Regions from separate parts of the Gasterosteus aculeatus genome. Here region 2 is linked to region 1. The links are chromatin contacts, called in public Hi-C maps. All regions are on one chromosome and are shown on one strand. Each heading gives the region's core, a stretch centred on a gene start, on an enhancer-like site or on the middle of the called end of the contact. The rest is flanking DNA. Distances are from core to core; before and after follow the strand shown. Region 1 overlaps tet3 (tet methylcytosine dioxygenase 3). Region 2 holds the start of add2 (adducin 2 (beta)).

What was found. A called contact is a pair of places that touch in the nucleus more often than the background predicts.
Region 2: a contact with region 1 is called in a Hi-C map of skeletal muscle, with 4 times the contacts expected there. The contact joins the promoter of add2 here to the enhancer-like site in region 1. A contact is called at or near these places in 3 of 6 Hi-C or Micro-C datasets (skeletal muscle and whole body).

What each region holds. Positions count from the first base shown.
Region 1 is chr13:17,893,391-17,897,085 of fGasAcu3.hap1.1, forward strand. It overlaps tet3 (tet methylcytosine dioxygenase 3), which reads left to right. Exons shown (of 12, transcript XM_040194851.2): 10 at 97-234; 11 at 391-745; 12 at 900-3,695. The coding sequence ends at 2,791. Among protein-coding and RNA genes, the nearest start is that of LOC120830298, 16 kb to the left of the region's middle. Within about 2 kb of position 1,836, at least 1 of the 9 cell types and tissues checked has open chromatin away from gene starts, as enhancers often do.
Region 2 is chr13:17,951,570-17,955,264 of fGasAcu3.hap1.1, forward strand. It overlaps add2 (adducin 2 (beta)), which reads left to right and starts at 1,758. Exons shown (of 15, transcript XM_078087236.1): 1 at 1,758-2,219. It overlaps figla (folliculogenesis specific bHLH transcription factor), which reads left to right. Exons shown (of 6, transcript XM_040194760.2): 5 at 185-274; 6 at 901-1,069. The coding sequence ends at 199.

The DNA of each region.
Region 1 (3,695 bases), core at 586-3,085:
TCAACCAGAGCGTAATCTTCTGACACTGACTGACTAAACTGATCACACCTGTGAAGTGAAATGTAAGAAAATAAAAGTTATTTTTTTCTCCCTCAGTGCGAGACTGAGTCGAAGGCTCCGGAGTGCAGGCTGGGCTCGAAGGAAGGCCGGCCCTTCTCTGGAGTCACTGCTTGCATGGACTTCTGTGCCCACGCTCACAAGGACCAGCACAACCTCTACAATGGTTGCACAGTGGTAAGATCACTCACCATACTGATAAAACGCATCTTTTATGTTTTGGGGGTATTTAGGATGAATAACGGCTGTATTATTTGATTTAAAATGTTGATGTTTTGTAGCTTGGAACAGTTTACATTGCATCTTGCTTTTCCTTCTCTCTCTCTCTGTAAGGTATGTACTTTGACTAAGGAGGACAACCGTTCAGTGAAGGAGATTCCAGAGGATGAGCAGCTCCATGTGTTGCCTCTTTATAGGATCTCCCAGACTGATGAGTTCGGCAGTGAGGAGGCCCAGCGTCTCAAGATGCAGACGAAAGCCATCCACGTGCTTCAGGCTTTTCGCCGTGAGGTGCGCAAGTTGCCCGAACCTGCCAAGTCCTGCCGACAGCGCAGACTGGAGGCCAAGAAGGCCAATTCGGAGAAGAAGAAAAATAAACTCATGCAGCAGGCAGGAGCGACACCGGATAAAACAATCGTCAAGGCTGAGGTCTGCATCACAGGTTCCCCTCAACTCCAAGACAATAAAGGTTGGTTGGTTGTTTTGGACTCATAATGTACTTTGACAAGGCAAATGATTTGAAATGTACCACGGGAACCCAAATACAGCAGAAGACAAAAACAATTAAGAACTTCAATGAGTTATAGTTTTTAACTTACTTTTCCTTTTTTTCAAACATTCAGCAATTATAAAACAAGAGGTGAAGCCCAACATCAAGAAAGAGCCGTTCAATGGATCAATGGATGGATACCGTGTGCAGGCAGCAGACCCATTCAACAACATCTATCCGCACCCTGCCTACTATGCAAGGGGAGGCCTTCCCCCGACTGGCCAGCCCTCTGCATCCGACCCAGTAAACGGTTACCACCACAATCTGCCCGCGATGCACTATGGCTACTACAACTACTCCCCCAATGCACTTTTCCGCCCTAAGCTGAGGACCTACGAGGGTCGAAATGGCTCTTCGCCCAAAGCAGGCGGCAAGGTTGCCCAGGCTGACTTGAAGCCTGACATTCAAAGCCTTCAGGCCAGACTGACCCAGTCCTTCCCCAGCCACCCAGAGCAAGCCAACCAACCAAACCTCAGCGCTTACGCCCAGCACGCAGACCACAACCAGTCCCGTTCTTCCTCCGTGTGCTCCGAACAGTCCAACAGAGGCACCCCAGTCATCAAACAGGAGCCTATGGACGTGCCGGTCTATGAAGGCACAACGCACGGCCAGGCTGGTGCCAAGACACCGAGCAACACCCCCCAGCCTGCAGCCTGGCAAGGGCATAAGTTTAATGGAAGTATCGTTCCCACCAACTGGGAAGGCCATCTGCATCCAAAACAAGGCCCCGAGGGCTCGTTGTTGACCCCGGACAAGCAGCAGTTTCACCAGCATCCCCAGCAGCGGCAGGCCTCTCCTTACCCGGCGCAGTGGACATCCTACCCAGGCTCAAATGCCCTAAATCCTTCCCCTGCTCCTTCGGCATCACTCCAGGTACCTCCCTCTTCATCCCCATCACCTCACCTAGGGACAGCGTTCCCCGGTAACATGCACCAAGGGTCCACGCGCCCCTCTACCCCGCGCTCAAACACCCCTCAGACAGGTACACCGCAGCCTGGCAGCGCTCACTCAAGCTCAGTCACAACGCACCCGGGCCCAGGCACTCCGGGCCCAGGCACCCCGGGCCCAGGCACCCCGGGCCCAGGCACTCCGGGCCCAGGCACTCCGGGCCCAGGCACCCCGGGCCCAGGCACCCCCAGGCACTGGGCCAGCCCTGCTCCTAGCCCTCAGCCAAATGCTTGGGCCATGGGGCCCGCGGCGTATAGCCCTGGTTTGAAGCACAGCAATCCTGCAGGGGCCTACGCAGACAAGATCTGGTCCAAGACCGGGGAAAGTCGGTGTTCCACCCCTCTGGGGCTCCAAGAGAAGGCCTGGAAGTCCGGTGGAGGTTCAATGGCGGGCATTTCCCCGTCTCCTACGCCCGAGGGTCGCCTGTTCCCTGATGCCCTGCAGCAGTCAGATCAGGCCTGCTGGACTCCCAACCGAGCCGAGAGTGACGTTGAGAGCACCAAAGGCCGCGAGGAGTACGACGAAGAGGAGTGGTCCGACAGCGAGCACAACTTCCTGGATCCCAACATTGGTGGTGTAGCCGTAGCACCAGCCCACGGGTCCATCCTGATTGAATGTGCCCGTCGGGAACTACATGCTACCACTCCGCTCAGAAAGCCTGATCGCTCCCACCCCACCCGCATCTCCTTGGTCTTCTACCAGCACAAGAACCTCAACCAGCCCATGCACGGCCTGGCTGTCTGGGAAGCTAAAATGAAGCTGCTGGCGGAGCGAGCACTGGAGAGGCAGCAGGAAGCAGCTCTCCTTGGCCTCTCCCAGGAGGAGATCAAGGCCCTCGGGAAGAAACGCAAGTGGGGGGCTACGGCGGCAGGTGCCAGTCCAGGACCGGGACAATCTAAAGACAAGAGGGAGGGGCCAGTGACGCGGTTAGCACCCACGCTGCACACCTCCACCACGGTGACTGCGTCTCCCTATGCCTTCACCCGCCTCACTGGGCCCTACAGCCACTTTGTCTGAGGTCACGCGGATACAGAAAGACTGACGGCTACAGAGCGGTGCAGCGGAGAGAGCAGGGCGAATGTCTCTCAGCCGTCCCACAGTCTGGTCTCTCCATCCTGGCCCCCTCCAGTCCAATAGAGGGGGGGGGGACATTTTTATTGTTTTTTACCTCATGTCAGGCAGGTGTTTGGGCTTCAGACACACTGCCTGTGGTGCTCTTCCTCTCTCTTCCCTGTAGAGGATCTCCATTGCTTTTTCTTGTTCATAGAATTTTAATGATTCTAATTATTGCTATTATTAGCGCTATTATTATGATTGCTATTGTTACTGTCAATGTTGTTATTACAGGTATTATTATAATGAAGACTTGTTTGTTTTTTATTATTGCTGTTTTCATTAATGTTATTATTAATGATGTGATTGTTTTTGGTTATATATATTTTTTTTAAATCAATCAGTCTGTCAGACTTAGACAATTGCTTTTCCATGTTTGGAAAACGTGTACCCTTTTTTGTTTCTGATTTGTTTGTTGTTGTCAATCTTCCAGCTGTACTTAGAGGAGGAGCCATTATCGGCCTTGTAAGACAGCAAATCAACATTATGGAAATCATATGTACGCATCTGAAAAAAGGGTTTTTCAGTGGGCTTGTCTCAGATATCAATCTCTATTTAAAGATGTACAGATGTGTATCTTTGATTTTATGGCAAGAAGCCCTCTGTAAAAGTTAATTCCAATTATTGTCAACCTGGGGCTCTATTTTCTAGTTTTATTACTATTCCTGATCACGAATACGTTGACCAACAGCCCTGCTTTCTTATACACAAAATACAGTATCACTGTAGCGAAGCCTTCCAACAGCCATTTTTATATTTTCTATAGCATGGAATTTGCATATACTGTATCTTTGTATTTGCATCCGTT
Region 2 (3,695 bases), core at 508-3,007, 58 kb after region 1:
TTGGCCTGACGTGCTATCACAATAGGAAATCTGTCTGAAGACAACATTTTTACCGTTTGCACGGTTAAATTAAAAAAAAGATTTTTATTGTTGGCAAAAAATAATTGCTTATTCATGCTGTTTGACCTGTTAGAAAGTGCACTGTTCAGATCTCAGGCCTTACCGCCGCCTCTTCTTTTCACAGATGTCTCAACCCTAAATCTTGGACCAAAAATGAAATGCACGAATATCTAATCACTTAAAGTCCAGAATGCTGCAATCGTACAAAAAGTTGGTAAGATTAAACTATAATTGCATTATTATTCCTCCTTTGTCTGATCCATCTCCCTTTTTATTTCCACGTTCTTCCCTCTTTTCATATACTTCCGTTTTGTTCCTACTCATTCTACTTGTGATGAAAGTCTGTGTAGTAGAAGTACCTTTATTGGTCTGTCTTACAAATCCTGCCCCAATGTGGTCTGACAGATAATTGACACTTTCATGAAATTGTATGACTTTCTTTTCAGCTTCTTTTTTTTATTTTTCGTCCTTTCCTTTTCCTCTTTTTTGGCTTCCTCCCTTTTTTTAAATTTCTTATTCCTCCATTTTCGCCTACTTCCCCCTTTTCTTTGTCTTCTTGCTCCTTTTTTCATCTTCCTCTTATTCCTCTTTTTAATATTATAGATTGTGGTAGTAGAAATGGTACCATAGAACGGTATCGGTCTAAAAGTAAACAAATGCTGCCCCTATGTGGTCTGAGAGATAATTTACAATTTTAGGAAATTGTACAAGTTCCTCCTTCCCATTGTCATCATCTTCTTCCTTCTGTTGTACTTTGTCACTCGGATGATCCCTTTTAATAATCAAATTTTTAAAATCAAAATAAAATAAAATAAAAATCTTTTTTTTTTTTTTTTTCAGGGTTCCTGTTCAAGAAAAGCCCCCCTCCCCCGAATGAAATTTATTTGTCTTATTAAATTTAACTTTTGAAATTTAAATTTTGTTTGAGTAAATATGAATGTTTTAATTTTTTCTTTTACAAACTGTATCCTTGGCAGCCCTTAAATAAAATGAGCGAGTTTTGTTTAAATTACTGTCTGAAAGAGTTTGTTCAAGTAGAACTCTTCGTTTTTATAAGTTTTGTCAATCTGCACATAACTACATGAAGTATTAAATGTCTCCTGCTAAAAAAAAAGTCCTCATATTACTACCTATTTATTTAATCTAAAAAAAAGAAAGAAATACAACTGGAAATAACAGAGTCTTGCACTAATGAGCCATTGTAGACAGCATCATTTAGTTAAGTACATGTGGCCAGAGTAAGTGCTGCAAGTATTTTTTATAAGCAAAAGTAATACCAGAATAGGGACCGGAATATCCCAAAATAGATTGGTAAAAGGCCTGTTTTCAAATGTTTACCCAAATAAAAAGTATCAATAAGTTGTATAATCATTGTGTAAAATAAATGTGTTATATATTACTGAATCATTCACATTTAATCAGAATTTTAATGGTTGAGTGACACTATTGTACTGCTCTGTAGTATTATGATCTATGGCAAAATGTTACTGTGTTTGTCAAATCTGCAGTGTTGTAGAATTTGAAGTAGAAAGTAAAATAAGTACAATCACCTCAAACCTAATTACCTAATTTATACAGTATTTGGGTAAATGTGCTTTTACTACTTTATGGGTGTGAACAATTATTCAAATGTGACGAAACCGTCTAGAATGATTTCTTTTTTTTTCTTATTACGTCGCCCAGATGTGGTTCTCCATTAGACCAGAAGGTGGCGCCTGTCTGACAGGCAAACATTTTGCTCTACTCAAACAGGGCCTAGTCCACTAAACATTTCGGGAGCCGGCATTAGATCCCTATACCAGGGCGGTGCGCAGGATATTCAAACTAAATAACACGTCTTTTGCCAAAGGGGCGATCCCCACTCCACGCTGGGTGCGTGCGAGCCCTCGGGAGTCAGACTGTGGACAGGCGTGGCAGTGGGCTGGTCCGGGCGCACCGAGCGGTGAACAGAAAAACCAAAAAAACACCAAGGGTCCACTGGTTTGGGATCAGCTGAGGCCCTGAGACGAGCTCCCACAAAGGATCCCCTGCGTCGCTACCCAATCGTGACACACTGACTGCAATTAACCCCACATCTGCTTCTTGGACGAGGACGCGCCTCCAGGGCCGTGGGTGTGCCGCACCCGAAAAGACGACTGCGTCCTGAAGGATGCTCTGAGGTGAGTGCACCGCCCGCGATCCTGTGTCTTTTAGCTGTGTCGAACAAGGCGTTCAGCCAATTCGTAGTTGGATGCATGGCGGGGACGCAGTAACACACGAGATCCTCCCTGACGCGTGCACGGAGCCCGTGTGCGCGCCGGTAGCGTCCTTTACTGCCCGATGTTTACCGTGTTGTTGTCGGCCGCACGGTGCATCACGCTCCCTGCATCGATGCGGTGTGCTTTTTTTGTGCTTGTTTATTGAAATCGCGCATTTATTCGGCTCGCACGCCCTCTCCGTGCTCGTCATTGTGCTCCGCAGAAGAAGGGCCGTGCGGTTCATCCCGAGGCTGCTGTGATGGCAGCGCCTTTTCCGAGCGCCGAGTCTAATCCCGTTTATTAGTGATGGCTGTTTGGTTGTTTTACTTAAGCTCAGCCCGTGTGGGGTGTGTGCGTGTGTTTCTCGGGAGAAAGTCCGGGTTAACACGCGGGAGGTCATGAGCTCTTTTGCCCATTTGATTTCTTTTGTTTCTTTGATGCGTGGTTCTTTGCAGAGCGAGAGTCGTGCATGCTGTGGGTGTCCATCTTCGGATCCCGGTGCTGATGCTGCAGCGCGTTCGAGTGTTGCTAGGCAGCCATGCAGAGCGCTGGCGGTTAGAGGCAGCAGAGGATGCTAAATAAAAACAAACATCAACGAAAAAGGATTTAAACAATGTTTAATGTGTACGCCCACGTTGTAGGTCGTTGTATGTTGGGCTGTCATCTCGTCCTCCCCCATGTGACTCGGGGCGGTTGGGACCATATTTAAATCCCCCACAGCACAATGGCAGACATTCACCTGAGTTACATTAGTGTAGAAACTGTCACTGTTGGATGAATGTTTATATATATTTTTGACCCTCAATCTAAATAATGTCATGTATGTTGGATTACTTAATCGAGTCCTATAAATGTGTATATAAAATTATGAGAAAGTGAGATAATGCATTGCTTTATGGCTTGTCCAAGAAAGGAAAAAAAGATGTTTGCTGTTTTAAACACCATAATATCAAGTTTAATTATTCAAGTTCTATCATGAGCTGAAAGGAATGAAACAACCAGTAATGATGAGGGATGTATCGCTATGACCAAAAGCATTTTATTTTTCATTTACGCCTTTAAGTTTTCTTTGGTTTTGCTATTGTTAATTTACGTTTAGGTGGAAGCCAAATCTCCAAATGTTTTCATCTAATGTTTCATAACTGTAAAATACAGCAAAGGTGCTCTTGAGAGTTAATACATAATAGCTTTTCTTATAGTGGGCTTACTTTAGTATTGTAACCTAGTTGCAAAGCTAATTAGTGAGGACTCACATATTCATTCTCAAACAGCCTGCATGCGACTCCAAATGAGTTTAACATTGCTTATGAGGTGTGTTCTACCATAACATTTGCAGCAAATATGATGAGTTGCAGTCATTTTAGAAATTAGAATCCTGATCCCCACGATTGAGCTTGT